Linked DNA regions of Mus musculus: all the other regions are linked to region 1. A link is a contact called in public Hi-C, HiChIP or PLAC-seq and promoter capture Hi-C data. All regions are on one chromosome and are shown on one strand. The core of a region is the stretch at or near the end of the contact, and the rest is flanking DNA. Distances in the headings are between cores, read along the strand shown. Region 1 holds the start of 4930525C09Rik (RIKEN cDNA 4930525C09 gene). Region 2 has its middle 120 kb from the start of Gm40750. Region 3 has its middle 36 kb from the start of Gm34297. Region 4 has its middle 51 kb from the start of Gm34297. Region 5 has its middle 66 kb from the start of Gm8633. Region 6 overlaps Gm8633 (predicted gene 8633).

Region 1 (5,076 bases), core at 1,932-4,431:
AAGTTGTTGTGAGAATTTGCAGTGTTGGGGGTCTCTGTTACAGTGTCTGTGTGTTATGTAGGGTGGTGGGCGCATGAGTATCACCTGTGCAAGAAAAAAGTCGAATGTATTACAACAGTTTATACTGTTTTCACCTGAATATTTTAGGTAAATTCAGAGTGGTCCAAAGTTTTAAAAGAAGGAAAAAGCATTAAACCGACTAATAACTAACATAGTTTCAAATTGGTTTGGTAAAGTAAATAAAACATTTTTTTTCACATAACACCTGGCATTTATTAATCATACGATTTACCTTTCAAGGGCAGTTTGGTTTTAGACCACAGATAATTCCAATCTTACTTTACCATAAATATGACAACGTTAACAGGACTACTGGGACCCCTAAAATGGAATATAGATTCTTCCACCTAGTCTTGTCTTTCTAGACACTCTTCCCTAAATCAGGCAATGTTGGAACAAGAATATTAAAATTCCAGAAAACTTTACTAAATGTTCCCTTCACAATCCTCTGCAGAGTTGGTTTAAAATACAGTTTCCTTTGCCATATGTGAACCCTCCCACCTTCTGGGTAGGACCCAGAAATCTCACTTTCAGATCTTTGAATTCTAATTTTTTTTACAAAGAAAATTCAAAAGCCATGGGAGATAACATAACTGAACATAGGAGATAACATAAACAAATAATTCAAATTGTTTTCTTTTGCTTTGCTTGCATGCAAATTATGTGGACTTACATTCATATCACTGGGTCATATTTTGAAGATCATGTTTTTAAAAAAACCTAGATGAAATACATAAAGTTTTGAATCACTATTTTTATTTGACCCAGCATTTGTAATTTTTTTCTGGAGTGTTTTAAGACACAGGAAAGTATTTACAAAAAAGCTGTTTCAATGATATAACATGAAGTTCAGACCTGGTACTTGTAACAGTGAAGGAAAAGAGCAGACAGCATAAAAAACCAAAGGAAAGGGTATGAGAATTTCCGTAAAATCAAAGAAAAGGTTTAGTGAGGCAACATTACCCATTTGGAAATGGAAGTGTCTCTGTGTGTGTGTGTGTGTGTGTGTGTGAGAGAGAGAGAGAGAGAGAGAGAGAGAGAGAGAGAGAGAGAGAGAGAGAAGAGGAGAGGAGAGGAGAGGAGAGGAGAGGAGAGGAGAGGAGAGGAGAGGAGAGGAGAGGAGAGGAGAGGAGACAGACAGAGAGAGACACAGCAACACAGAGATAAGAGTTTGTGTGTGTGTGTGTGTGTGTGTGTGTGTGTGTGTGTGTGTGTACATATCAATGTATGTGTTTAAGAATTTTGGGTCACAATAATACTATTAGAAACAGAAGAAACAACTACAAGACTCTAAAGCTGTGATGTATATGAAACCAGGTATGATCTATGGCAACTTAATTTTCAAAAGGAATAAAAATGTTGAGGCATTTCTCACCTGTTCCCAGAGTCTGTGTCGTTGACTCTGTGCCATCTCAGCCCCAGCACCCAAGGGCACGTGGCGTCAGGTAGCAAGTAGTCCAGAGCACAGGCAACAGGTAGAGCCCGCTAGAGGACAGTTATGCTAGCTTCCTGTTTACAAGCATAACAGAGTATCGATAACGATGTCATGCATTGGTGCTTGTCCATGGGATGGGTTTCAAGTTGAGCTGGTTACTGGTTGGCCGTTTGTCAGTTCCTGTTGCGGAATTTCTTTTAGATAGGACAAATTTTGGGTCAAAGTTTTGTGTGTTGGTTGGGTTATCCCTCCACTGGAGATTCTACCTGGCTACAGGAGGGGGTGGGGCTTTTCAGGTTCCATGGCCACACTGTTGGCATCATGCATGAGGGTAGGGATTGGGGGGATCTTTAGGAAGTCCCAGAGATGTTAGATGGGGGAGGCTGTCAGGAATCAACAAAATTATCTTTTCGGTTGGGAGGCCACCACAACCTGTGGTGAACTGTACTAAAAGGTCACAAAATTAGGAAAGTTGAGAACCATGGATATAAAGGATCCTTGTTCCAGGAAGGCTCAGTATATGATCACAGAATTATTGATTAGAGTTAAAGATCAATGGGCTAGCAACACAAGGACCCAGTATGGAATACAGCTTATTCACATAAGGGTTAGCATCAGGCTATGGGGGTGGGGGGTGGGGGGTATTGTTCTCATGAGCATAACAGCACATACTGCATACTTGGGAATCTTCCAAGGCTGGCAAGGTTTTCAGAGGAGCATATTATCAAGGAATACAGAGAGCTGGGCAGAGCAGAGGGTGTGAGTGCCAGGGAAGCATCTTGAAAGGGGCCGGCCTGGCTTATAACTATTCTCAGTCCCCTTAAACTTGTCCTCCCTAAACACAGCCTCATTGTTCTCATAAACTGGACTCTGAACCTGCGGCTTCATGCTCTGAGAACCTTCTCTTGAAATGCCTGACAATCTTATCTTTTAATTTGTGTTGAAGGTATCCTCTGGTAAAGCCCTGGAGAATGGCCTAGGACATAGAAGCTTGCCCCGTCCTGTGCCTTCTTACCTCCACTTCCATGAGCCACTGCCTCCTCCACCCCTGAACAAAGGCTATTCCAACTTTCACTACATGCCTGGACATAAACTCACTCTCTCTGTCTCTCTCTCTCTCTCTCTCTCTCTGTCTCTCTGTCTCTGTCTCTCTCTCTCTCTCTCTCTCTCTCTCTCTCTCTCTCTCTCTGTGTCTGTGTGTGTGTGTGTGTCTGTGTGTGTGTGTGTGTGTGTGTCTGTGTGTGTGTTTCCCTCTCTTTATGAGTGTGTGAGGTGAGGATAACTGGAGTTGTGGGCCAAACAAGGGCATCTGTGAGAACTTTGCATTTGCCTGCCTGTGTTCATTCATATAACACAGCATTCACTGTTAAAATCCATGTGTGTCTGTGAGTGTGTGTGTCTCTGTGTATGTGTGTTTGTGCACATGTGTGTGTATATGTGTGTGTGCATATGTGGTGTGTGTGTCTGTGTGTATATTAATTTAAGAGATAAATCACAGAAGAAATAAAAAGCTTTCTCCCCTGTTCCTTTACATAGAACATTAGAGCTTTGTGCTGTCCCTCACAGATCCTGGGTCTGGACCCTGATATGAAGGATTCATACCTCACAGAGAAGAGCTAGAAACGGTGGTGCCAGTGAGCAGTGAGGCGGCACATCAGGGAGATAGGGAGAATGGATGGCTACCTTGAGGTTGCAGGGGCTGAGGGACTTTACATTCTGAGCAGTTGCCAAGGTAGCCTTTGTGAGAGACCGGGAGGGTGTCCCATCAAGGTTCCAAATGGAACCAGACCAAAGTTTTCATGATTGCCCTGAACATGACAATGATAACCCTCTTTCCTGACGAAGGCCCCTGCTGAGGGTACCAGACAGAAACACTGCAAGGGTCGTATAAGTTGGTACAGCAAATCCTTTTCAAGAGTCTATTTATAGAAACTTCGTTTTGAATCTGAAGCAGCCACTTATGTTGAATGCAGAGGAAACGTCAAGGTACAGCTAGGCAGAAGGAGCCACAGCGTGGCAGTGAAGTGCTTGGGTCGCATTTTAGTATATTCTGCTTTTGTTTTACTATTTAGGACGTTTAGCTAGAACCTTCATTTCCACTCCAGAACAGCCTAGAGTTCACTGTGTGGTAGAGAAGCGCCTTGAACTTTTGACTGTCCCGTTTCGTCCTCTCTAGAGCTGAGATTACAGACACGGGTTATTACACGGGGCTGCCTTTTCATTCTGTGAAGCTGGTTACCGCAAAAAAACTAGTGAGTTTTCAGCAGCAAAGGAAATAGCTCTCAGCTCTCCATTGTCAGTTACCAACTTTTCAACTGGGATATAAGGCCTTAGTTTCTTTTATGGTTCATTTAGAAAATGGGGTTTTGGGGTTCCTAGATGCTCGGGATGTAATGCATGTTAAGTTTCCTTGCAAATGACTATGATAATGCTGATACTTTAATTCAAATTCCTCCCACCACCCCCCCCCTTTACACGGGATAATAGGATGCATCAAAGCACTCTGTACTAGGTCTAAGAGAGGAAGTTACAGCCATGCATCCTCTAGGCCAGCTCCATGTCTCTTGAACCTGAAAGACTTAGGTGGAGCAGTGGGAAAGTCAAAACATGGCAAACAGAAGTGGAGAATTTACAAAGCAAAGTGGGAGAGACACAGGGTGAGAGTGAGCCACCTCAAAGATGTGGGCCATTAAAGGGAGAAGAGGATGAAAAGGAAAGAAATGTTTTCCTTTTTGTGAATTCTATGCAGGTTTTTATTCCACATCACTTCTACTTCCAAGTGGCTTGGCTGTTTTATATACTATTGTTTCTTCCTTTCAATATAGAAAAGTCTAACTAAACATACCTCAGGGTCTCTCCTTACTCAACCAGAAAATTGAGCACGTGAATGAAGAGTCACAGAAGAACACTAGAGGACGTGGTGAGATGGCTCAGAAGGTAAATGTGCTGGCTGATAAGGTGACCCCAGTTCTGACCCCTTAAACCCACGTGGGTAAAGGAAAGAACCTACTCCTACAGGTTGTGTTCTGACCTACACATACAAGCTATGCCCCCCTCTCATACACACACACACACACACACACACACACACACACACACAAAATAATGTAACACACACACAGTAATGTAATAAAACACTTTTGAAGGCTGAGAGGCCAACAAGAAAAATCCACTGTAAATCTAAAGAAAGTATTAATCACTGCATGCTTTATAAAAAGATCGTTGGGCATTTAGCCCAGAAACTCACATCCAAGTATAAAATTTCACAGCCTTTCCCACAATTAACAAAAATCTCAGCGTATATCCTTTTGACATATCATTTCTTATATGTATATTTGAGGTTTTTAAGGTAAATCAAATGCATTTTTATGGTTTCAGCAAATGGAAAGAAGACTTTAAAATCATGTTCATAGTGTGACTCGGTATTTGTACACACAGAGCCCTTCCCCACACACACACATACATGAAGATATAAAGCAGTAGTTAGTGTAAGGTTTATGTGCTAACAGGAACACAATTTAAAAAACAAAAAACCAAAACGCGACTGTAGCTTCTTAGAAAACAGCGCCATCTAGGGGAAG
Region 2 (5,076 bases), core at 925-3,424, 970 kb before region 1:
AGGAAAACTGGTAAGTTTCATTGAATGTCCAACATGGGCAGACTCTACTCACCTTCTGATAGGGTGTTAACAGCTGACCCTATAAAGCCATTTTTAGAAAGCAGAGAATTTTGCATTCTAAAATATTGTTAATATGTTTTATTAAATTTAACCTTCTTTTTTGCTATGTAGTCCAGGTTTGCCTTGAAGTCCTAATCCTCCTGTCTCAGCTTCCCAAGTTTTGAAAATATAGGCATATGCCCCTATTCCTGGTTTAAATATCACCTTTAACTTTAGTTTTGCAAATGCAGAAATAAAAGAGATACATTGTTAAGACTTTTTCTAGGGATAAGATGGTTAATAGTTAATAGTTAATAAGATGGTTAATAGATATACTTAAATTTTAACAGCCACAGTGAAAGATTTTAATATCTGTCTTTCCAGTCATTTGTCATGATGTCACTTTTGAAAGTGAGTTAATAAATTAATTTTTAAAATGAAAATGAAAATAGATAATTAATTAATTGTATGGTACTAAGGACTGAGCCCAGGACCTTGGGCTTGCTAAGAAAGCACTTTGTTAACTGGGCGACCTCCCTGCAGTCATAAGGCCAGTATATGACCTAGAAAATTCGTGATCTTGTGCTTTACTGAATGACATGCTTTAGTGATTGGCACTTTCCCATTAAATAATTTATACAAGTGTTGCAGTTCTGCATTTTCCTAAGTCATATACTCAGATGTTAGTGATGAAAAGCTCTGAAATTCTTTGAAAGGGAACTTACTTGCAATCCCCACTTGCTTTGTAGACAAGAAAAAAAAAAGTCAATGGTAAATAATGTAACTTAGGGCCAGAAACCTGCTTCTCAGAGATTTCGTTTCCAAGATATTGACAGAATGCCTTCACACTCCTAAGCAAAGTTTAAAGATGACATTCCATCAAAGGCAGACTGTTTTCTTTTAAAAGCACCGCAAAAAAAGCCCACGTTGCCTTTTACAGACGAAGATAACAGCTTAACCAAGACAGAAAGTTGTGAGTGGTTGTTTATCGATGGCTATTGCTATTGTAGCAGGACACAGTGTCTACTAACCCCAGGCCTGTTCCAGGGAACTTTATGTTTTCTTCACCAAGAGAAAGCACAGAGCTGGTTCCCTGAATGTCAGGGCACCATCCTCTGCACGGAAAATGGAACAAAGAATCTTGTTTTTTTTTTTTTTTGTTTTGTTTTTTCCATGTGCTTCTGTCTCTTTGTAACTTTGCATTTGTGCCGTGTCCCCATTGTGACCCCATTGTCCTTTCTTTTGTATTTTTAAAAAAATTTAATCTCCCCGAGAGGCTATCAAGTTCTAATTGATTTCATAAGGCAGTGAAATAACAAAAAATGTTATTATTTTTTTTTTCTTGAGGGATTTGGAGCCCTGTAAAAAGTGCTTTCTGGTTTTGTGACCCCTTTCATTTCTATTTCGCCATTCAAAATATAAGAATAACAAAAAAAAGTTTCTTTGGAAGGTTATTAGTGGATTATACAAAATATGGTCTGAGAAAGTGCGAGTTTTTTTCCCGTCTCTAGAAATGCATGTTTTTTTGCACGTGCAATCTGCATTGCTTTAATCTCAGCTCTTGATGGCTCGTTGCTGAATATCTGCTCAGGTTTTCATTCTCCCCATCGATGCTCACTCTTAATGGAGTCTGTTTTTCGCTCTTACTCTGTATTCTATTTACCATTTTCTCCAAGAACGTTTTTCCAATTCCCTTTTGCTGGGGAATAAGTTAAAAGTGCCACAGAGTTCATTTAAGAAGCAATAAAGGAGTTAGTCAGCAAATGAAAGAATAGTAAAATAAAGAGACTCATTTAAACTGCTTACAATCTTGCAAAGAAAGATAAAAAACCAATTTGACAGATCATGGAATTTGAAGCAATAAAACTTGGAAGCTGCCACTCATATTAGCTTGGACCCCACCTAGAAGCCCTTTGGACGAGTGTGAATGGAATGTGCCCGTTGACTCAATCCGGGCGGGCGAGCGTGAGGGACTTTTAGTGTGTCTCTTCCTGTACTTTGCTGATTTCCCTGGGACATTCGCTTAGGAGGGCAAGCTGGATTCTATGGTAACCAGAGAACTACACTGACCCTGTTGCCAGGAAAGGTATGAAACACAAAACCAAAACAAAGCAGGCAGGAAGGAAGGGGCTTCCCCCTACGGCTGACTCGAGAGATGTCAGAGGAAACATAAAAACACAACTGTGAAGCGCCAGCACAGTGTTTTCATATTTATAGAGAAGTGACTCGGGTAAAGCAAGAACTAGTATATGGTAAAAACAGCCGGTCCCCTCCCTCAGCACGGAGGGCTGTTTTTTATCCCACAAGCAAACATTTCCATGCCACTGTTGAATAGCTAGGATTTATGGAGAACTGATTTTATCCTAGGGACTTCTGTTTAATTCACAGTCCCCTTTAAAGGTAATCTTCATTTTGTCTTCTAGGTTCATCTGAATTCAATTTAGTTAATTAATCTCAGTATCGCCATACAAAGACCGGTAGTGGTCCATCCGCAGCTTGGTCCAGAGAAATCTCTTTGATAGCTCTTTAAATACTTGCAATTGTGCAACAAATAGCAGTAGTACTCCGTATCTGTTGGCTTGTGGAATGAGGTTAGGAGCATGCTCTGTTCACTGGTCCAACCCAGGAACCTAGTTCAATTCCTGACCCGTTGTACCTAAAGAGACATCTGTAGAATGGCTGACATTTCAGGAGTCTGGGCTTCAGGGAAGTGGTTCCTTTTCCATTGTTTCTAACTTGTAGCAGCAAGGCCAGAGGTCTGTCACTAGCTACTGCCTGGGAGGTTGTTTTTGCCAAGAATTTGGAGTACATAGACACGCCCACTTTTGGCTATCAATCACAATCCAGTATTTTAAAAGAGAGAAATCAAGTTTTCGTTCCATTTTAAGAGGTTGCCTAGGCACACACAGTCATGCAAATAGGTCATGTTAATTTTTGAAGTGACGACATTAAGAACCGGGCAGGACCAGTTTCCTAAGTTTTACCTGCATACTGGTTAGACAAAGATCCTTCAAATCTTCTATTCCATATTAAGTGTTCATAAAATTATTACTTTCTCTCCCTTTTCAGTTTAACAATGAGCTCTTTGTAGTCAACAGAATTCTCCTTTCTCCATCCTCCCACCTTAGATCCTAGTTTTCATTGCAAGAGCTTAAGGAATGCATGTTAAATGAGTTATAGTGCCATCATTTTTATGATGTTGGGCTGGGCAATGTTCTTCACTCTTTTGTATGTGACATTATAGTCTAGATTAGGCTGTAGTAACCACCTTAAACTTTCTTTTACATTCCTGGTCCCCTAAAGTGCTTCGCTTTGTACCATCACATAGGGATTACTGCCTTGTGATGATGGCATTAAATATCCAGGTTTCAGGGGTTCTAATAGCAAGAGATTAGAAGGAAGGCAAGCACAACTCAAGCTAAGAAAGCATTGGTCCAGAGTGTCGTTCACTTTACCTTAGCCGGCACTGGTCACACGATCACATTTTCACATAAAACCTCAGCAGACCATGGAAAGTGTAATCTCACATCTAACTCAAAGTGAAAGAGAAGTAGATATTAGGGAATATAAATGAAATCTATCATGGAGCAATCATCTTTGTCAGACTTTGTAAAGGGGGATGACAGAAAAAGCAATCTCAAAAAAGAAAAAAGATAGATTGTAAAGGGGAGAGAAAACGCCTAGCCTGACAGAGCTGAATCTTGTCAGAAAGCTCAATATGAACCCTTAAGGAAACCAATCCTGTCCTTTCAATGCCTCTGAGTACATTATACTCAAAGGTCATCAGGAAGTTGATTGTTCTCTGATAACTGCCCATCAAATTTGAATGACAAGCACAGTCCTTAGGTTTCTTGGGGTACCTAAGCCTCACACTTGAGCTATAATGACTCCTACTTTTGGCTTTAGGTGGGTATTAACAGAGAGATGAGAACAAGAAGCCAATGTGACATGGGACAGCATGACTACCCACTTCATTTTTTTCTGTCACCAACATTTCATACATTGCACTCTTTTCTAGTTGAGAAAGTTTTCTAGTGTCTACTCCCAGCCTCCACCAGCCTCAGGCTCATTTTCAGTAGGTAATTGTTCATAGATAGCTCAAAATGGGCAACTTAGGGCAACAAACTACAGTTTTCATAATGAGAGGTTTATTTAGGGAACTGCTAAAATACTGAAGTCAATCTCTACCTGATTGGTTTTGTTGTAAGCAAGTCAAGAGATTGGTTTTGAGTCTTTGGGTTGGTCCTTGGCAAGATCTGGTTAGTCATTTTCTTTCTAGAGTGTAGTTTCGAAGTCCCAGCAACATAGCTTCTGGCTAGCAGTCAATTAGTTCTGAATTTACTTTTAATCTTCAGCAAATTCTCCTTATGGACAAGCACAGGATGGATCTATCATAAATACCACCAATCATGATCTCCTGTGTGCCTGGCAAAGAATGCCACAAAACAGATAGTAGTTCTAGTGCAAGTGATATGACAGGGCAAATAGCGATCATTAATTTTTGTTATATTTGAAAATATTTTATGTAGAGGAATGCTTTATTTATTTTTTCTTTGCTGATTAAATGACTCATGGGTCTAGAGTTTTAAGGAAGGCTGTGAAAGACAAAAGAATAATGATAGTACATACATACATACATACATACATACATATATTTGGAGGGTCCTTTGCCTACTCTGAAAATGTAACAATTCTTAATAATATAATAATAATAATAATAATAATAATATAATTGAGAAGATGAGGACATGTTGGGTAAACTACTGTACTTGTGTTTATTCACTTACTTGCCAAGTCACTTTAGAATATGTAAATGTAACTTTAATTCTTCTGATGTAACAACTGTTAACTCAGATGCCTCTGTCTGAAAATGTAGGCCTAGTCCTGGAAGCATCTAGCCTCCGTACAATCTACTATAGGCCTAGAATGTTTTCTATCTCTGAGACTGCTGAATAAGCTCACCCTGTTTTGTTCTTCCTGAGGTCCCGCTGGCAGGTTCAACTCACCTATTCTGGCTTGAAACTCCTAGCTAAGCTG
Region 3 (5,076 bases), core at 1,239-3,738, 860 kb before region 1:
GGGGGCGCGTGCGGGGTGGGGGTGGGGGCTTGGCTTCTATCCTTCCTAGGATAGAAGCCATTGAAAATTTTCTTAAAGCTAACCATATGGCAAGAATTCTTTCTTTTTAAATAAATAGTTGGTTTTTTGTTTTTTGTTTTTTGTTTTTGTTTTTGTTTTTTTATCATAGTCTCCAAACCACTGGTGTCAACTGCTCTCATCATGGGAGAGTATACCATTTTGTTTGTTTGTTCGTTTTTGTTTTTAGACAACTACTATTCTTTTTGGTAGCACCGAATCTCTTGGGAGTCTAGGCACTGCTTTTCCTTGCCAGAGTTATTTCTCTGAGATTGAGACTTGACGATTCACGACTTGTACATATAGGAGTGGTGTAGGAAAACTTCACCTCTGGCCGTTTCTCACAGTAAAATCTGCTGCTGCGATAAGTCTACCACACCTTAGGGTCACTTTGTGGTCCTTTTCCCTGTAGTGTCCCTGGGGAAAAAGTGATACCTTGATTCTTTTAAAGTACTAAATCATGCATCTCTATCCCAGATGCTGCCAAGGTAGGTAAAGGGTTGAGGTGGGGTTTGACTTTAGCATCCAGATAACGCAGAAAACATCATTTATTCATACTCCGACACCAGTGTAACAATTGGGTACTTGTAGGAGTGAGAGAAGTTCTGTTAGCTGTGAGCATTGGAATGTCCAGGACTGATGGATGCCTCTGCATCGTTGGAGCATCAAAGCCCTCGAGTCAAACAGTGTGTGCAGAAAACGTCCACCATAGCTTTCTCCCCTCAGACATTTATAGTTGGAAGACTGCTCTCCTACAGAGGCGAGATTAGCTAAGCCTGCCTTCTTGTTCAGCTGTATGTAGTCATTCTGTCTCCTTGTTTAACTCCATGTAACAATAACTATGTATAATAATCTCATCCGTTCAGCTGTGTGCAGTAAACACTCCAACCTTCCAAGTGGCCGACTTTGACTTTTCTGCATCTGAGAGCCCAGGCCATCTCCATCTGATCGCAGCTTTTCTGAGTGTCTCCGTGCTTGTCTTACCTTCATGCCCTCACCACCCGAGCTGGGTTTTAGATCCCGGGAGCTGTGCAGGATGTGGCAGGACCTGAGAAGCAGAATGAATGAATGGGTGGAGTGTGAGAAGAAGCCACTGGGTGAGCTACAAGCATGCTACTTAAAATAAAATAATAGTGAACTGCATTCAGGGAGACATTTAAAGGAAGACATCCAAGGATGCACTGTTCATGCTTACGTCTTCTCCCTTTCAGACCCCAGGGAAGCAGGGCAGTGATTGATGGGTTATTCCTTTAACCACTTTCTTTATGAAGACAAACTAAAACTAAGATGGGCTCAAGAGGCAAACCATCATTTGGTGCATTATGGTGTTGAGTGAATTCGTTTCTAATATAATGGCCCATTCAGGAGGACGGGGTTTTTGGCAAACTGGATTATGACAGTTAAGAGTGGTTAGTGGTCCTCAATGTGAGGAACATGGCAAATGTCATTTACCCTCTGCCTAAACAAGCAGCAATGGTAAATATGTGACCATGCAAATCCACCTAACACTATTAAAATTATTAGTCTTGAAAGACTTTCCTCACACATGTTTCTTCATCCTGGACTATTTGTGCGTTCGTTGGTGTCAAGCCCTCAAGAACAAATGTGTTTTCTGATGGTTCTCTACGTGTAAGCCTGGTTACAGAGGTTAAACGAGCTGCTGCCTCTTACCCAGAATTCCCAGCATGAACAGCCAGAGCTCCTTGTGTTGCCCTCTGTGAGATTGGATGGTTGCGGTCCTTCATCATTTTGATTAGTCTTTCGACAACTCTTTGAGGACCATCATATAGCATTTTCCTTCTCTGAGCTCTACTCAGAACGTGACAGTCACCTCTGGTAAGTATAGTTACTTTGGACAAGGCAATCTTTGGGGGTGGAGGGGCAGGGATATAATCAAATTGCAGGGTTTGCTTTTCAAACTTTCAAACCCTCTCCAAACATTTCAGGAGTGAAATTCTCTCTCTTCTACAGGAAAAAAAATCTGCTAAATCCCCGAATTTTCTGTGTAGTTTTAGACCATGCAGAGTTCTCTGGCTATGCTCAAAATTTAAATAACAGCTAAATTTGATAATAAGAATATCAATCCCTAGATCCACATTCAAAGGTAGGACTCCTTTCTCCTCATCCTGTGAGCGTTGGCTGGCTGTGGGAAAGCAGCCTTTTAGGAGGAGTGTAGCTGAAAAATTTTCTTCAGCTTGTTTATGCTCTTCAGCAACTGCATGTGTCCGTGGTTTTGATCTCTTTCAATGCGGGGCAGGAGAATGAGGGCGCTAAGAGGTATGAGGGCGATGCTCTTCTCCTGTCCTTATGCCTGTGAAACGCCTTGATGTTCCCAGAGAACATCAAACGTTAGTTTTGTCTCCTGGGCAGTCTGGTGCCGTTTCTTTTTCTGAGCTTTTCCTGGAGTCTCAGCACAGATTCAAAGGATGCAGCTGTCCCTTTCCGCAGCCACTTCAGATCCTGCCTCAGGGCTTGGATGTGGGGTGGCTCCTGCCATACTGACACTTGGCAGAGATTTTTTCCCCCCTGAGAGCAAGGTCTTTTTGCGAACCGAAGGGGGCTGGGGGGGGGGGGGGGGGAAGCAGGTAAACTCCAGCCTGGCAGGACCGCTCTTATTTCTCTGCCCTTGACCTTCGCTGGTGACTTCCAGATCCGTCCAAATCAGTGTCACGTGTTTTTTTAATACAAGTGCTCACTCTGAGACTCAGGAAGTACTACTGAATCTCATTCTCTTGGCTTGAGCCCAAAGGGGAAGAACTTTAGCTTCTGAGGTATGAAGGGCTGTTGGTGGAGGGGGGAGTCTTTTGGACGGAGGCAACCCTCTTCAAAGTTAAGTTGTCTTCCACAAATCTTATCCTTAGTTACTACTTCTGTAACCTTTCAAAAAATCATGTCTTAGGGAGTCTAGAGCGTTTGAACCAGCTCTAGGACACTTAATTAGAAACTGCTGCCCACCGGACTCACAGCTTATTTCGGAACCTGACAACTTTATATTGGGTCACTAAAATGGAAGCTTCCATTTTGTCTTGTATCTGTGCTTCTTGGAAACCCAGGCAGAGATCAAATTTAATTTTCTTAACATTCCTTATGAATTATTTCTGAGTGGACTCTTTAACACATCAATCTTCCTGGAACTAAGGGTGTTTACAAGGAATAATATAAAATTGCCAGGTTACCTATTTCTTAATTCTGTTTAAAACTTATTTTAAAGAGCCTAAAGATTCACATACTATACAGACTTATGCCCCCTCCCCCCATTTCTTTATTTTGCCCAGAAAAGAAGAAACCTGGTGTTGTCATATCGGGTATCAAGGCACATTACAGGCACACAGTAACTAGGACATAGCTGTTCTGGCATCAAAAACAAACATAGAAATGAACAAACAGAATGAAGAGCCCAGAAATAAATCCAGGCACTTATAGCTACTCCTCTTTGAATCAAAGTACCAAAAATACACACTAGAGAAGAGACAGGATCTTCAATATATGGCTCTGGAAAGATTAGAAGTATTTAACTATTGAATACCTGAATTATTATTATTTTTAAATTGGATATTTTATTTATTTACATTTCAAATGTTATCCCCTTTCCCAGTTTCCCCTCTGCAAGCCCCTATCCCATCCCCACCTTACCCTGCTTCTATGAGGGTGCTCCCCCACCCACCTATCCACTTCTGCCTCACTGCCCTAGCATTTCTCTACACTGGGGCATCGAGCCTTCACAGGACCAACAGCCTGCTCCCTTCCCATTGATTCCAGATAAAGCCCCTTGAACTCCTTCAGTTCTTTCCTTAATTCCTCCACTGGGGTCCCTGTGCTCAGTCTGATTGTTGGCTGCGAGCATCCACATCTGTAAAACCAGAATTATTAGACCACTAGACTCGAACACAAGGGGACACTTTAATTTATCAGTATAGGCAAATATACTTTGGATAAGACCCTAAGAGCACAGACAATAAGACCAAAGGATAGGGGAAATATTTGTGAACTATTTATCTGACAAATAGCAAATGTCCACATTCTAAAAGGACAGGAGTACTTTGATAAACTGAACAAGGGACATTGGGAAACTAGTGGAATGGAGACAAGGACTCAGGTAGGAGCACTTTGTGGTCTAGAAAAGGTCCCAGTGCCCATATCAGGAGGCTCACAACTAGTGGTATCAAGAGATCCAGGAGATGGCGTTCTGACTTCTGTGAGCACTTCATAAATATGGTGCATAGATATGTGAATAAGTCATGAGTACAATATAAATATTTTTTAAAAGTAGACACAAATGACCCATACGAATGTGAAAAAGTGCTCAGTCACAGAAACCAATAAGCAAATACCAATCAAAACCACACAATGAGATCTTATCTTAGTCAAAATGTCTATTATGATTATTAATATTAATGATATTATTAGTTAGTAATATCACTATTATCATTTTAAGGCAAAGAAACAGCTGCTAGCAAGAATGTAGGGAGAAGAGACCTTCCAGCACTGGTGGAATCAGTACAAATTAATACAGTCATTAGTATAAAAAGTAAGAGAATTTCAGAAAGCTGAAACTGGAAATAGCATAAAATAAACTATGCTACTTCTGGATATATATACCCAAAGAAAATGGAGTAATATTGTTAAAGAAATCTATGCATGTTCTAGTGTGCTACTGCACGCCTATAGTCAATCTACAGGTTTTAAGTGTCTATTTGAGGATGAATGGATCCAGAAAAGATGGCACACTTATATAGTAAGCAATTGTCTGGTTATAAAGGAGAAAGATATCTTTCAATTTGCCCCAAAACAATTGAACTGGAAGATGCTGTGCCAAGCAAAACTAGCCAGCTATACAATAACAAATACTATGCGTCCCCACTTATGTAAGCTAAAACAACTTGATTCCAAAGGCTAAAATGAAAGAGCAACAACAATAAGCTAACGCAGTCAGTGGTTCCCAACCTTCCCAACGCTGTGACCTTTTCATACAGTTCCTCACGTTGTGGGGATCCCCAGCCATACAACTATTTTCATCGT
Region 4 (5,076 bases), core at 1,579-4,078, 770 kb before region 1:
CACACACACACACACACACACAAATAAAATAAAAAAGGAACTGAAGGTTCCCATGAATGAATTCTGAATTCTGGATTTTTGGTTGGTCAAAAGTTACATTATTCCTATTCCTTTCCATCTCAGTGTGGCCCCCTGAACAGTTTTAACAATCTGATATAGAACCTCTGGGAAAGTCCTCTTACAAAACATGGGACATTTCTTTTCTTATTTCCTTCATTTACTGGTGGCTTTGAGTATTGTTGTGGCACTTGGGGATTCAGCCATCACTTTGGATGCTAGAAACTGGGGACCACATGGCAGTATTACAAGGAACTTGTAGCCTGACATATTTTTTCTCCCTTTTCTCCATTCTAAATGAGGGGGTTATATTTGGATATGAGAGAAGAAGGCATCAATAAAAAATATTGAGGCTATAAATACTGATAAGAGGAGTGGTATCACTCCCTCTATTTTCCTGCATGAACAGATAAGATGATCAGTTTCTGGTTTTCCAGCGTGCAAACAGCCAAGCAACCAAGGCATGCTGAAAAGACAGTAAAATCAGTCTGCATTTGTAATGTCCAGGTATTCCTGATGTAGGCACCTGATCTAGGTAAGAGAAAGGTGTACCTTTGTATCCAGAGCTACGGAAGCATGGCAGAGTGCAGGCATAATAGAGAGGGCAAGGGTATGGATGCTGTGCACTTGTCTCCAGGTATTTAAACAGTCGGGGTTGATGACAGCTCTGGAGACCTCAGCATTCATGGTGGAAACTATGGGAGCTGACCCTCAGCTCTACCACTGACTAATGAATTGGTAGCAGGAAGCAAGCCATCATCTCTACCTCCAGTGCAAATTCTTTCCTTTGTAAAATGAAGGCCTCGTGAAATCATTAATTCGTTCAGAATACACATTGAATGGGAGTCCCTCCAATGCACCTAAGAATATTCAATAATTAAAAGACCCCTTTTGGTCCTCGGGTGAGTTGCATGGGAATGAGGTCTTGATGTAATTAAATAGGGTCTTCCTCCTCCTCCTCCTCCTCCTCCTCCTCCTCCTCCTCTTCTTCTTCTCCTTCTCCTTCTCCTTCTCCTTCTCCTTCTCCTCCTCCTCCTCCTCCTCCTCCTCCTCCTCCTCCTCCTCCTCCTCCTCCTCCTCCTCCTCCTCCTCCTTCTTCTTCTTCTTCTTCTTCTTCTTCTTCTTCTTCTTCTTCTTCTTCTTCTTCTTCTTCTATTAGATAATTTATTTACATTTCAAATGTTATCCCCTTTCCTGGTTTCCCCTCCGAAAATCCCCTCCCTATTCCCCTCCCCCTGCTCACCAACCCACCCAATATAGTGAGCTGTAACCCCGAAAAAAGGACAGTAGGAAACAACAAGGGTGCCGCAGGTAGGGAAAAGCTCTGCTGGTCCTGTGCTTAGATGAGCAAGAGTTGCTGAGTGAATCAGACAATGATGGAAATTTCCAGGGAAGGACTAACCTTGTAGATGCTTGTTGGCGTCTCTCACAGCTTTGATATTTTTCTTTGTTTCTATCTCATTTGGCGCTGGAGAGGGGCTTGAACCAATGTATGGTAGGAGTGTGGGGATGAATACATAAAGACAAGAGAGAAGGAGATCATTTTGTGAACCCCTTTAACCAATGGAAATGAATTTAAAGCGAATGCTATGGAGGAGGACCCATGCACTAGATGACGAAAACCGCCTTTGTCTGATTTATGCTGATTTTTTTGGTAAGGTCTTAGAGATGGTTTAAAAATGGCTCAGCAGAATTGCAAGGCCTCCTTTAGTTGTCCCACCCAGAGTAGGGCTGGAGAACTTGAGCTTTATAAAGATATCCGCTTACTAGGGGGTAGGTCTTAGGCAAGTTTAACTACTTTTAAGCCTCGATCCCCTCATCTGAAAAACAGGGTATAATAATAGTATTTCTTTCCTGGGGTGAGATTCAAATCTATTAAATATGGACAACCAGGCTGGCGCAAACAAGCACCATGATGTTGCCTATTTTACCTGCGATTTACATATAATCCTCTGCCAAAGTGAGTTGTATGTGGTACCATGTGTTTGTGCAGGGTTGACTAGCTTAACATTCTCCCTCATCTAAGTGATGACTTAGAATCCATTTCCATTATCAGAGCAAGAAAGTATGTCCAGTGAGACCCTATTCTGGACACACAATGGATAAGACACAATATGCAGTAAATTCATTATTAAAATATGTCTTAAATATCAGAAGAGTATTTAGGAAATCTATGGAGGCAGCTGCCTGGCTTGTCCAGAGGCCATTTCTGCATCGCATGCCAAGTGTACAATGACAGACGTCATGACAGGAGTTTGACACAGGAGTTTGACTCAGGATTTGACTCAGCTGGTTTATATACCCCCTTTGCCTTCACAGATCTTTCTCCCTCAACATTTAACTGTTATTTTTTAAGAGGAAAATCTGAGCCAGTAACCAGGACACCGGAGGAGAGTCAAGGTTGGGCAAACGCGCTCTGTTATTAGCCACCAGCAAAAATGGTATTTTTAAACAAAAGCAATTTTTTAAGTTTCGATTAAGGGACTCAAAAGGATTTTCTAAAATGAATCCTGCTCTGAAGCAGTTCTTCTTCTCCTGCGACTTCACGTCGTTTGGACAAGCCGGTGCTTCGAAATGGTTCTTTTCCTGCTGACGTCACCGCATGGCTGCTTCTTCCTAGCAAGACTTAACTGAGGGTGCCCAGCCCAGGAGCTGCTTACCCTGAAGTGGCAGTGATTTTTTTTTTTCAAAAACAATAAAGCTATCTACACTCAGTCTCTCTTGATTATACTGCAGGAACAACCTGTGTAGGGAAACAATATCCTGGATCCTGCTGAAGGCTCACACAGATGGAACATCAGTGGGAGGAGCTGCCAGCGACTTCCCTGCCAACTTGTTAGTGCTGGAGACATTATCCTCTTGTTTTGCCAGTTTAATAGAGGATCAGTCGTAAAAATTCTCTGTGGGCTCAGCAACATAATTATTATCTATGGTCTCTGCATTAACTGTGAGGAAACATCGTGGTCTGAGTCTGCCTCATTTTAAATGCCGAGCTGTGCCCACATTTATCCCACAACCAACCTGAAAAATGCAACATCCCCTGAGCACAGCTATGCCTGTCATCATGGCGGATGCTAAGTATGTGCTTGCCTATGTCCTGCCGTTTAACAGTCAGTGCGCTCCTGCGGTGCTTGCCTCCTTTCCCCTGACCTTTTCCGACATCAGTGCCCTTGCGATTGAAAATTATTAAGCAGGGAAAAAAAAAATCTGTGTCACATTTAGTTCTGGTACTCAGTCCAGAAGAGCCAAGCCCCTGCAAATTTGGAAAACAAACTCCTTAACAGATGGGCCGCATAAAGTTTACAACATGTGCGGTGTGGGAGGTAGTATGACTCTAGGCGAGAAACAGAAGACTAGAAATTTGGGAGCGCAGAGTTTTTGAATTTGCTCTTGTTTCCTTTGGTTCTAGCAGATCACATAAGCTTATGCCCTTCAGTTCTCTCACATTACCTGATACCTTAACCTTATAAGCAAGTGAGTAATAAGAAATCAGGAAACGTTGTTTTTCTTAATAGGAAGCAGGAGCACATTGCTTCTTGTTATTGCCAGGACTGTGCACAACTGGTATCAATCTGCTAATAAAAACGGGGCTGCAGGATTTAGAAAAATCCCGTGTTGCAATTTTAAATTTGAAAAAACAGTTCTCTTTCACAGAGAACAGGTGTCTTTGGTCTATAAACGGCAAATATTAAGGCACCACAGAAAAGAAGTTGACCTGTCTTGAAAGAAAAGAATCATTGAAAAATTGTTGGTTGATGACTTCCAAATAGGCATGGCAGCATGTCTTGCAAGTGATCTCTGGAAGCTAAAGGTGTTAGAAATCATTTGAACTAAAGTGGTGTGATATGAACTTGATTATTGTGTGACAGGCAAGGGTGCTGAAACATGGATGGTCTTTGGTATTATTCCGGGTTATTTATTTAAGGACACAAATGTCTCAGCCACACCACAGGCCTACTGATTGGAAACAATGACAAGCAAACCTAGGGACTCTGTGCTTTGCAAAGTCCTTAAGCTGATACCAATGGCTAATCACAGTTGGTCTCTGTCATAATTTCTAAAACTATGTGAAGCAACAACAACAATTTGGTCATATAGATTATGACTGAAATTCCAAAGCCAAAGACAGAAATACAGGTGTTATCTTTTAAGAAGACATGAGAGGATGGGAGACAGAAAGTGTAAGGTCGGGAAGAGGGGTCCATGGTTCAGTCACAAGAAGGCCGGACAGGAAGCAATTGAGAGGAAAAGGCCTTCTGAAGGTGAGCAGGAGAGAAATTCAGAAGTGAAGGTTTGCAGATAGCGGCAAGGACAGTGTGGGTGCTTCCCTGCTGAACTGGTCTCAAAATTTGCTTTTAGTTTGACACTGCCTCCATTCAGTCAGAGAACATGTGATAGTTTGAATGAGATTATCCTCCATTGGGACATTTATTTGAAAGCTTGGTTCCTAATGGGGAGAACTGCTTGGAAAGGATTGGAAGGTGTGGCGTTGTTGAAGGAGGTGTGTCACTGGGGTGTTCTTTGAGGTTACAAAGCCCATGGTATTCCTAGGTAGTTCTCTGGCTCTTTCTCTGATTCATGTTTATGGATCAGATGAAAGTTCTCCTCTGCTGCTTCATTGCCAGGCCTGAGCTGTCTGGTGCCACGTTCCCCACCCCATCATGGACTCACCCTCTGAAACTGTAAGCACCAATAAATTCTGTCTTCTATAAGTTGGCTTGGTCACAGTGACTAACTAAGACAGTGTATTTTGAAAATTGAGCTGTATCCATGATGCTGGCCTCTCTGCAGCACCCAGGGAAGCACTTGAAGGATGCAGGATCAAACACATCCAGCACTGTCTCTGTAAATTGGTTTCTGCATACCTCTTATGAAACACGTTCTCCGACTGGACTGATTGCTAACTTTTTAAAAGTATAGTAACCTTATGTTGCTCTTGGAAGCACCAACTTCATACCCATGCAGTCTTCATACACGTTTCTCACTCCCATAAAATTCTGCCCTCCAACTATCTGCATT
Region 5 (5,076 bases), core at 763-3,262, 700 kb before region 1:
AGAGACCAGAATATAACTGTATGTGAATCAAGGATATAAACATAATGAAAATATGTCATAATTTTATTGATTTTTTTTATTTATGTGCATCACTGTAGCTTAAGGTGTGGGGGAATAGAACCAATCACAAAGATCTCTTTAGTCTCTATTTCTTAACTTAGCTTTCCTCTGTTGTCAGCATTGGGTTGGAGGCAAACACTCTGAGACTTATTTTCTTTCCCTGCAGAGATACAAGCCATCACTGGGTAGGATCTCTTGATAGATTCCAAGGTGGTTCCTTAGGTTGATTGGATTATGGATCAGTCCACCACTTCAAGATCTTAGGTGGCAGATCCTGGGCCCTGATTTCAGTTCCTGGTTACTGGTAATGAGGAAACCATGTATAAAACTAAGAACTAGGGGGTATTGAGCATGACTTTAGCTTAGATGAAATCTCTTTCTCTTATATAGGGGATGAAAGCAAACAAAGATGACATCATCTATATTGTTCACCAAGTTAAGTGGATACGAGCAGTGCTGGCCAGAGATCTTTCTTGTATTAACCATGACCCTGTTATGTCATTAGAAGAATCTCATTTAATCAAAAACCCTTTTTGAAAGCGGATTACTACAGCTTCCATAAAATTTTACCCAAACTGTTGTTTACAACAATAGAAATTTGTTCTCTCCAAGTCATAGAGACTGATATATATCGACATGAAGCAAGCAAAAATGGTTGCTTCCCTGGGTCTGTTTCCTTTCTCTCTTAGCTTTTGTTGGTTGCTGGAGATTGTTTGCACCTCTTGACTTGCTACATTCAAACCTCTGCCTCCATCATCCCAGGGTGTCCTTCCCTAGATCTCTGTGTTCTTGTGTCAACACTTGGCATAAGTCATTGAATTAAAGCCCATTCGACTCAGCTTGATTTCATCTTAACTTGATTGTGCAAAGGCTTTATTTCCAAATTAGCTCCGATTCATAGGTACCAGGGATTAAGACTGCAAAGCATCATTTTGGAACAACACAATTCTACTGCAGCACGTTTATTTCCTATTGGTCTTATTCAATTAGTAGTAGATTTCCCCCCAGAAACTCAGTTACAGGGAATAAATGTCTTTGGGCTGCCTGTGCTGTTGGCTCAGTAGTGTGAAGCACTCCAAATATGTATGCACCAGGAGCCTGGCCTTTTCTTTAATGCATAAGCAGAACAAAGCACAAATCAATATCAGAAAGATTTTTTCCCCTGCCATTGAACGACTTTTGAGCAATTACTTTGCACTGATTTCTGTGCTGTAGGAGTGTCCCCTTCAGCCACGCCACCCACCTTTAAAGTTCCTGTCATTCGTCTCTACCCTCTGATCTAGAGCGTGGCGTTTGCTATTGCGCTGACTTTACTCCATCTACAAACACTCTAGCGAATGAAAAATGAGAAGCAGAGAAGTGCATAGAACCAGAGGTCCTATCATTTCTAAGCTAAAATGGCTGATAGTGTCAGAGACAGAAATTCAGAGAAATACTGAGGTTATCAGTTGAGAGAGAGAGAGAGAGAGAGAGAGAAATACAGAGAGAAACAGAGAGACTGAAAGAGAGAAAGAGAGGCAGAAATGGAGAGGAGAGAGAGGCAGAGACATACAGAGACACACAGAGAGACAGAGACAAACGCAGAGATGCAGAAAGAAACTCAGAGAGGCTGAGGAGTGACACACACACACACACACACACACACACACACACACACACACACACACACACACACACACAGAGAGAGAGAGAGAGAGAGAGAGAGAGCACAGAAATGTGACTTCTAATTGTTTCTAATGCAGTAAAACATGGTCACTGATTAGAGAGTCCAAGCAGAAAAGACTCTCGGGTCCAGATGGTGAGAAGTGAGGCTATTATGTGTATTGAAACACCATCTGTATTTTTGAGAATACTGACACCATATTCTAATATCCAAGGGAACCTGTGTGGATTTCTGCTTGCTCTAATTACTGCAGTACCTGAAATGTATTCATAGCCTCTCCATCTGCACGGCGTGGCTGATGCCTGCCACGCACCATTTGACAATCTGCAGTGCTATGCTCTTTCTCTGACCCCATCTTTCCCAACCCATCATTTAGCTTCAAGACATTCAGCCGCAAAAGCATTTCCAATCATTCACTTAGTGCAAAGCTACTACCACCTACCAGGGAATGAGTCATCCGATCACAAAGGCCTGGGGTGGGGGGTGGGGGGGGGGAGAGAGCGAGAGAGAGAGAGAGAGAGAGAGAGAGAGAGAGAGAGAGAGAGAGAGAGAGAGAGAGAGAGAGAGAGAAAGATTTGTCAACAGATTCTGTATGCTGTCGGATGAGTTCAAACTTAGGACACCAGGCAGATTTAGCGGTGCATGGTAGATGAGTGAATTTTTGACAAGAAATGTCAGGCTTCTTCAGAATCTCAAACAAGGAAAAGGAAAGCTACATGTTTGTTGTCAAATAGCCTCCGTGGGATCACCGTTTAATCAGTCAAGTTCTTTGCTCCTCATCTGTTACTCTCAGAGGAGAAGCACCTGCCTGAGGCTTCTGACTCATCAAGAGGTACCCTGGGATTGCTCTGCAGTCTCGCAGCGTTCCTCTCTCCGAACAGGCTTGGAAAGACTTGATCCAGGCAAAGTTTATCTTCAACGTTCCTCTCATTCTCTGACTGGGGAATTCCTTTTCTCTTTTCCCTCCTAATTTTCAAGCTTTATCAAAGGAGTTATTCTACACTTCGTACGAAATGGGAAGTACAGATTAACAAGTTAGAATAAGCCATCTATGATGTTGTTGCCAGCAATATTTGTGGATATTTTGGCTCATATAATTCTGTGTTTTTGATGTATGTACTGGAACAAAACTTCTGCTTGCTATGTGTGTGTGTGTGTGTGTGTGTGTGTGTGTGTGTGTGTGTGTGTGTGAACTACTAGTTTCCTAAGCAGCCTCTGCATCCAGTATTGTGTGTGTCATTGACCTCTGCAATTATATTAGTGAGTTATTTGAATAATTTAGTTAGGTCCCTGCACACTCAATTTTCCATATTTTTGCCATTTCAAAGGAGGCAGGGGCCTTTAATTCTGCCAAATATTTCCCTCAGATGAATTCTAACCAGCAGGATTGTTGAGTCATAGGTTCCACTTGTTTTTAAATGCTATATTATACATTGTTTGACTTTCTTAAAAAAATACAGTAATTTTCTTATCACATAGTGTTTTCTGTCACATTAGAGATGATTCTTGGACTGCCCTTTCTTTTTTTGATTCTCGCAATTGAACCCTACCATGGTTGGCTAATGTCTCCACACCAAGCTGCAGCTCTACCACTAGAGCTTTCTGTTTATATATTCCTTATATAAGCTGGCAGATGATAAATAGCTATAGTTTTAGATTGAATATCTGTAACTCCTTATTTATGTTCATCACTCTTTAGCCTTTCTTTCATGAATCATCCCTTCAGAGGCTTTTTAAAAATGTTTTTTTGATTTCTGCTATTGTTCCATTTGTAAGAGCTGTTAAGAATTAGTGATATTCTTTTGTATATGTAAGCTTTGTATTTTTCTCAAAATATTTTTTATGGTGGTCTGAAGAAGATGCCTTTGTATTTCTATGTGGCTGAATCTGTAGTTTGCAGTTTTAAGGCTTTCTCAAGTCAAAAATAGGATCTCTCTCTCTGTCTCTCTCTCTCTCTCTCCTCCCTTCCTGTCTTTCTGTTTGTTTTGCTTTTTTGAGACAAAGTTTCCCTGTGCAGCTCTGGCTATCCCAGAACTCACCCTGTAGACCAGGCTAGCCTTAAAAATCAGAGAACCACCTGCCTCTCCCTCCCAAGTGCTAGGATCAAAGGCATGTGCCACCGTAGCCTAAACACAGTCTAGAGTTTTTGCCTTTTCCTTTACATGAGTGCGTTTAACTTGTCACAAATGCAGAGGATCTCCATTTGTATTTCTGTGTGGTTAGCCCTGTAGCCTCCCCCAAATTCTTTCTCACTGATTTCAAAGACTTTCTTTTCCAAGTTCTAACTTCATTTGCCCTATAACCTATAGCACTATTGCCCTAAACTTATGATCAGTTAATTTATGAGAGATCTTTAATTATCTGATTGTGTTACACTATTTCCACTAGAGAAACTTTGACATCTGAAAATTTACCATTTGAAAGTTCTTTTCTGTGTTTGCTAGGCCCCGGCATAGTCTCACAATAGACAGCTATATCTGGGTCCTTTCAGCAAAATCTTGCTAGTGTATGCAATGGTGTCAGCATTTGGAAGCTGATTATGGGATGGATCCCTGGATATGGCAATCACTAGATGGTCCATCCTTTCGTCACAGCTCCAAATTTTGTCTCTGTAACTCCTTCCATGGGTGTTTTGTTCCCATTTCTAGGAAGGGGCAAAGTGTCCACACTTTGGTCTTCGTTCTTCTTGAGTTTCATGCGTTTAGCAAATTGTATCTTATATCTTGGGTATCCTAAGTTTCTGGGCTAATATCCACGTATCAGTGAGTACATATTGTGTGAGTTCCTTTGTGATTGGGTTACTTCACTCAGGATGATGCCCTCCAGGTCCATCCATTTGCTTAGAAAGTCTATGCCGGGGCCTAGCAAACACAGAAGTGGATGCTCACAGTCAGCTATTGGATGGGTCACACGGCCCCCAATGGAGGAGCTAGAGAAAGTACCCAAGGAGCTAAAGGGAACTGTAACCCTATAGGTGGAACAACAATATGAACTAACCAGTACCCCCCCGGAGCTCTTGTCTCTAGCTGCATATGTATCAAAAGATGGCCTAGTCAGCCATCACTGGAAAGAGAGGCCCTTTGGACTTGCAAACTTTATATGCCCCTTACAGGGAAACGCCAGGGCCAAAAAGTGGGAGTGGGTGGGTAGGGGGTTGGGGGGGTGGGTATGGGGGACTTTTGGGATAGCATTGGAAATGTAAACGAGGAAAATACCTAATTTAAAAAAAGAGAGAGAGAGAAAAGATGCTTTTCAGAATTAAAAAAAAAGAAAGTTCTTTTCTGATAAAATATATTGTTAAAACAATAGAAAGAGTCAAACTCTGGACATTGTATTAATAAAATGAATATTTA
Region 6 (5,076 bases), core at 1,164-3,663, 620 kb before region 1:
CTTAATAACTAAATACTGTCCCTCTACAGCAAGAGAGAAATGCAGTCAGAAATTATACGTATTTTAACAACATCCATCCATAAGATAATATGGATTTAACACATATTCACAAACCATGGAATAAATAAAAAGTTAGTAAGAAAAATAATTAAATTATGCTTTATTTTGAATTATATTTCACTAGACTATGAGTATGGCATACTTTTTGAAGCTCTCTGCATGTTTAGTGAACATCCTGGGTTTCTGATCTACTCAGGCACTGAAGACAATGCAATGAATACAATCATATACAATATCTATTATTATGAAGCTTTTAGGACCAGCTAGAGAATAAAAATACATATATTAAGTGAATCTTAGAAATAGCATTATATAGGTGATCAAAGCTGTAGGAAGAGTATGAGACACTGTGTGAGAGAAAACTAGAAGTCTGCTTTAAATTGTAGTTAAGGTAGTTACTCTGAAATACTTTATGTGGTTTATGATTTTGCTTTGCTTTTATGTGTAATCTTTATGTCTCATGTAAAGAAACACAATAGTAATAAGAAAGATTAAACCTATTTGTCTTTTCTCAAAATGATAACTTAATGTATAGCATACAGTAGTGGCTTATTACATTCATAGCAATTGGAAATACATTCTGCTCAAATTGATAGAAACTTAAGGAACAGCAACTGAAGAAATTTCTACTGCCTAAATTTCTACTGTCCCTAAAAGTTTCATAATAATAGATATTGTATACAATTGTATTCCTTGCTTTGCCTTCAGTGCCTGAGCAGATCAGAACCCAGGGTTGTTCACTAAACAGACATTGCTAGGAAAAAATTTATTGATAATCCAGCTCATGGATGGTAATTTTAAAATCCAAATCTCATGGGAGTTCAAGATAGCCCCACTAGTTATATTCGAAGCCTCTCCATGAAAGGTGGTCCAAATGAGCTATATGATTGTGACTGATGCTCAGCAGTTATTAAAAGTAGTTAATTCTCTTTTCAAGTTAATATAATTTAAGCAAACTCTTGGAAAGAGTCAGCTATGGTATACTCTTTGAAAGATCAACAATTCCGGTCAATGGCTAATATAATGAATTGAAATTATCATTTATTCTATTCCTGTTCCTTCTCTCATATGTCCTTTATTCAGCTGAGATCCAACCTAAATACCTAGCTAGTGAACTTGTCTGTTACTAGACTGGCAGATATCAGAACAGAGGAGAAGTGTTGATTGGTAGGTGAGAGATATAAGTTTAAAAACAAAACAAAACAAAACAAAACACAAAACCAGGAGCTGATTTCACAGTGTAGAAGTAGAATTACCTTTTTATTTCACTCTCTTGAGGGAAAGAAAATATTTCCTCACTATTTTGGTTCAGTTAAATCCTAAAACTGCAGTGTGATGGCTGAAATTCTTTATTAATTTACTTCTGCTCTGTACTTAGAAATAAAGAACTAAGCCTTTAATTAGCTTAACAACAAGGTTCATGTATTTTTTATTCTCTACTTGAACATATGTCATTAAGATATATAGATGTAGATATAGATATGCATTATAGGTATAGGTGTAGACATAGATGTAGATTACAAGTATAGGTATATTGTGTTAGTTATGTGAGGTGCTTGCCATGGAGCATGTGCAGGCGTGTGAGGACGGTTCTGCCATGCTTCCTCCATTCCTGTGGGTTCCAGGGTCAAACTCAGCAGGTCAGGCTTTGAATCCCAGGGGCAAGTTTCTTTATCTGTTAAGCGTTATCATCATCTCTAATTTAGTATTGCTCTTTCCTGTAGAAGGATTTAGATGGATATTGATGTATAACAACGCTGCTTACCGATATAATAATTCAAGTGTCAGAAAACCCTTTGTTGTTAATATATAAATTATTATCTAATTATATTTTCCTACTATAAGAAAATAATTCTCTGAGTGACTTGGACAATGTAAAGTTGGGGGAAAATTTCTATCCTTAACTTTGGGAATAGATGTCGGTAATTCCAGTGAGGCTTCCAAATCCAGATGACCCAGTTCATTTTATTTCAGGGCAATGAGCAGATGGTGAATGTTCTCAGTCTATCTGGCATTAACGTGCACTCTGTCACCATAAGACTTAACAGTGGCAGATGGCAGTTATGTTAGCAAACATTCAGTTGTCCCTGCTCCATTCTGCCCTTAGGACCGAGGAAGGCCCAGCCATGGCTCAAAGCTGAGTCTCCACTAATCCTGAGGAGAGAATGTCAAGCCACCGGAAGCCCTCACTTATGTGAGCTTTCCGGGCAGCAGGTACAGCTGGGCCCTCTTCAAAGGCTTGTGGATGCCCTGGCCTCCGTGTGAAATCCTTTCAACTATCCAGTGACATCCCAGGACCTGGCTGAACAAATCTATGGGATGGGTGGGGTTTCTCACCCTCTGTGGAAAGTTGCCCGGATATTTAAGGACAGCCTTTCTTGGCCTCTGTGGACTTTGCTGAATAGTAATGCAATGAGCCATCTTTAGCAGAGTGTTTTTCAATAACATGAGTCACTAGATGGTTTTGGTTACTGAATGAAAACATTAAGAAAATCCTGTGATTTTCACACCCACCCCCAACCCAAGGACACTCTCTACTTTCTGGAATCTAGGTGGGAATATGTCACATGGGATTCTGCAAAGTTGTTGGTGACATCCTAATTGCAGCATACCTGGTATAAGATGACAATAGCTCTTATTATTTTTTTAAAGTAACTGAATTACTACATCAGTAAATTAAGACTATGAAGATACTGTCTTGAGAAATGTTCAAAGTCTGACAGAATCTATAATGTCCATTTGTTTTAGGATCTTGCAAAGTACATTCTATAGTAACACATTTAGGAAATGCATTCAAAGAATGTCTGAGAGACTATCAAACCATTTATCTCTGCTTTATGGGCAGATACTTTTCACGTATAAGATTTTACATTTCTAATCGTTTGAACAACCTCTTTTGACTCTGCTAGCTCTTAATCCTAAGCAGATCAGATGGGCAAAGCCTAACCAAGACAAAAGCAACTGATAGCTTAAATTGCACACATTCAGCAATGCAGACTTGTTACCAACAGACCTCTGAGCTATGCCAGAAAAGACATTAGATCATTCACATCTGAGTTGGGAAATGGAGCTAAAGGGCAATGCTGCAGGCTTATTATTCATTGCAGCTTGAAACATATGTAAGGATAAAGCCTTTCGATCCTGGTCACAGCCTGACTCACCAGCTTACCCATGACTCGTAGCCATAAGCTGCAATCTGTTTCTGGACTCAGGTCCTGCATGACTGGAGTGAAGTGCAAACCTTTTAACAGCTCACACGGCTCTCTCGACACTGGTCATGTTGCTCTGGGTACTTTAACAGTCTATGTGTGCTAGCTTTTAGGAAGTGGAAAGTGGCTGCCTTAAATGTGTTGGCAAAGTATCAAGATGGCTTAGGAGGGAGCAATGTCAGTCTTTGAGCAAAACATTGGGGGTACGTTAGACACACATGTTAGGACAGGTAGTCCTTTTCTAAAGATTTAGATAGCTAAATGTATTGACTAAAACAAGGTGCATTTAGAGGCGTGTTAGAACAAACTTATCTAACCTAATTGGCTCAGGTTGTTTTTTTTTTTTAAATTTCAATGGCACATTCATAAACACATCACAGTCTCATATAGATGTGTATGCATACATATGCACATGTATTTATTTGATTTGTTATTATCTAATATATTTCTTTAAGCCATATTTTCATCTCTAACATGAAACCTGTTGTATTTTATGTGAAATGCAACTTTGATTTCTTAAGTATGAGTACAGAATAACATTCTTTAGTGTGATTTTTTTGTGTAGGAGTATAAATCAAATGGATTCAGATTTCTATAGAACTACATTTTGATTTCCCTTTTTTATATTTTCAGAATTATTTATACGGCTGTCTGAATACTCTGATTTTATTTGCTTTAGGGCCTACCTAAATTTATTTGTGTTAATCTCACAAGAATAATGACAAATGCATCTTTCTTTGGCTTTGAAAGTGGATTGGGAGCTTTTTAAATATTTAAAAGGTAAAGCCACTGGGTTTTAGAGAAGTTATGGACTCTAACATGATAAAGCTCAGAGAACTTGGAATTTCAATAAGGTCATGAAAATAGAGCAGAGCTGCCATTGAATCTTAGTAATCAACAAGAGGACCTGTTTTGGTGTCCCTATAATAAAATATTAAGACAGGGTATATCTGTAGGATTCTAGAATATAAAAGCTGATAGCAGGAGCTAAGAATTAATCACCTACTCAAGTGGCTGTTTCTAAAGTAAGTTACAATAAAAGATGAAATGCAATGGCAAAAAACTTCTTACTTTCCAAGTCTTGAATTTTTTTTCTTTTTAAATCAAGAAACTACATGTCAAAATAAAGTTAGTATTTATACCAGTGTTTTTATAATATTTTCTTATTTTTTGAAATTAATAGTACCATGATCTGCCAATATCTTATGCACAATCTCCCCTTGATAGATCTCAAATTTATAGCCTCTACTTTTAGTTGTTGTTACGTACATACATGCATATATACATACATGTTTATCTCTCTACACATATTTTACAATTTAACAACTATTTATTGTTTTTTTTTTTTTAAAGAAACTCATGAGGACAATGAGAGAATTCTCTCAACTGGGAATTATGTTTCTTTGAAGTATTTTGTTGTTTTTCTTATAGAACACAATTAAATTTTAATTTGAGCACGTAGAAATATACTTAACATTTTAAGTTTGTTAACTTTTGATAATTTCATATTGCATTCAATGAGCTGTGATTATAATAGTCTCCCCTTGGGACTCCATCTTATCACCTCTCAGCTCCGAGGACCACATTCTTCCAACTTTTTACCCTCACAATCCATCCTTCCTTCCTTCCTTCCTTCCTTCCTTCCTTCCTTCCTTCCTTCCTTCCTTCCTTCCCTCCCTCCCTCCCTCCCTCCCTCCCTCCCTTCCCTCCCTCCCTCCCTCCCTCCCTCCCTCCCTCCTTTCTTCTTGCTATCCCTTCCCACCTCCACCCTTTTTCCCCCTCGCTCCTTTCCTTTCCTTTCCTTTCC

The links. Promoter capture Hi-C pulls out the DNA fragments that hold promoters and counts their contacts. HiChIP or PLAC-seq counts read pairs in DNA pulled down with a chosen protein or histone mark. Hi-C and Micro-C count contacts between places; a contact is called where the count stands out from the background.
Region 2: a contact with region 1 is called in a Hi-C map of uterus, with 4 times the contacts expected there. The contact joins the enhancer-like site here to the promoter of 4930525C09Rik in region 1. A contact is called at or near these places in 1 of 39 promoter capture datasets (hippocampal neurons), 2 of 484 Hi-C or Micro-C datasets (adipose-derived mesenchymal stem cells and uterus) and 1 of 115 datasets of contacts at active chromatin or transcription factors (astrocytes).
Region 3: a Hi-C map of cerebral cortex shows a contact between it and region 1, with 3 times the contacts expected there. The contact joins the enhancer-like site here to the promoter of 4930525C09Rik in region 1. A contact is called at or near these places in 3 of 484 Hi-C or Micro-C datasets (cerebral cortex and cortical neurons) and 1 of 115 datasets of contacts at active chromatin or transcription factors (neural progenitor cells).
Region 4: a promoter capture Hi-C map of hippocampal neurons shows a contact between it and region 1, with 29 times the contacts expected there. The contact joins the enhancer-like site here to the promoter of 4930525C09Rik in region 1. A contact is called at or near these places in 1 of 39 promoter capture datasets (hippocampal neurons), 17 of 484 Hi-C or Micro-C datasets (the C10 cell line, the C2C12 cell line, cerebellum and 8 more) and 2 of 115 datasets of contacts at active chromatin or transcription factors (astrocytes and neural progenitor cells).
Region 5: a promoter capture Hi-C map of hippocampal neurons shows a contact between it and region 1, with 6 times the contacts expected there. The contact joins the enhancer-like site here to the promoter of 4930525C09Rik in region 1. A contact is called at or near these places in 2 of 39 promoter capture datasets (hippocampal neurons and second pharyngeal arch cranial neural crest), 1 of 15 datasets of contacts at CTCF or cohesin (the NIH/3T3 cell line), 3 of 484 Hi-C or Micro-C datasets (cerebral cortex and cortical neurons) and 1 of 115 datasets of contacts at active chromatin or transcription factors (differentiating embryonic stem cells).
Region 6: a contact with region 1 is called in a CTCF HiChIP or PLAC-seq map of the NIH/3T3 cell line, with 6 read pairs. The contact joins the enhancer-like site here to the promoter of 4930525C09Rik in region 1. A contact is called at or near these places in 1 of 39 promoter capture datasets (hippocampal neurons), 1 of 15 datasets of contacts at CTCF or cohesin (the NIH/3T3 cell line) and 3 of 484 Hi-C or Micro-C datasets (cortical neurons and myocytes).

Annotation. Positions count from the first base shown.
Region 1 is chr10:97,712,877-97,717,952 of GRCm38.p6, reverse strand. It overlaps 4930525C09Rik (RIKEN cDNA 4930525C09 gene), which reads right to left and starts at 3,181. Exons shown (of 3, transcript NR_130993.1): 1 at 3,098-3,181; 2 at 1,436-1,689. All of the region lies in intron 4 of Gm10754 (predicted gene 10754), which reads left to right.
Region 2 is chr10:98,681,424-98,686,499 of GRCm38.p6, reverse strand. No RefSeq gene overlaps it. Among named protein-coding and RNA genes, the nearest start is that of Gm40750, 120 kb to the left of the region's middle. Within about 2 kb of position 2,174, at least 156 of the 459 cell types and tissues checked have an H3K27ac peak or open chromatin away from gene starts, as enhancers often do. A contact at or near this core is called in uterus, where this site is marked.
Region 3 is chr10:98,570,678-98,575,753 of GRCm38.p6, reverse strand. No RefSeq gene overlaps it. Among named protein-coding and RNA genes, the nearest start is that of Gm34297, 36 kb to the right of the region's middle. Within about 2 kb of position 2,488, at least 10 of the 459 cell types and tissues checked have an H3K27ac peak or open chromatin away from gene starts, as enhancers often do. A contact at or near this core is called in cerebral cortex, where this site is marked.
Region 4 is chr10:98,484,208-98,489,283 of GRCm38.p6, reverse strand. No RefSeq gene overlaps it. Among named protein-coding and RNA genes, the nearest start is that of Gm34297, 51 kb to the left of the region's middle. Within about 2 kb of position 2,828, at least 31 of the 459 cell types and tissues checked have an H3K27ac peak or open chromatin away from gene starts, as enhancers often do. A contact at or near this core is called in cerebellum, cerebral cortex, cortical neurons and 4 more, where this site is marked.
Region 5 is chr10:98,415,472-98,420,547 of GRCm38.p6, reverse strand. No RefSeq gene overlaps it. Among named protein-coding and RNA genes, the nearest start is that of Gm8633, 66 kb to the right of the region's middle. Within about 2 kb of position 2,012, at least 25 of the 459 cell types and tissues checked have an H3K27ac peak or open chromatin away from gene starts, as enhancers often do. A contact at or near this core is called in cortical neurons and hippocampal neurons, where this site is marked.
Region 6 is chr10:98,330,973-98,336,048 of GRCm38.p6, reverse strand. All of the region lies in intron 4 of Gm8633 (predicted gene 8633), which reads left to right. Among named protein-coding and RNA genes, the nearest start is that of Gm8633, 18 kb to the left of the region's middle. Within about 2 kb of position 2,413, at least 82 of the 459 cell types and tissues checked have an H3K27ac peak or open chromatin away from gene starts, as enhancers often do. A contact at or near this core is called in the NIH/3T3 cell line, hippocampal neurons and myocytes, where this site is marked.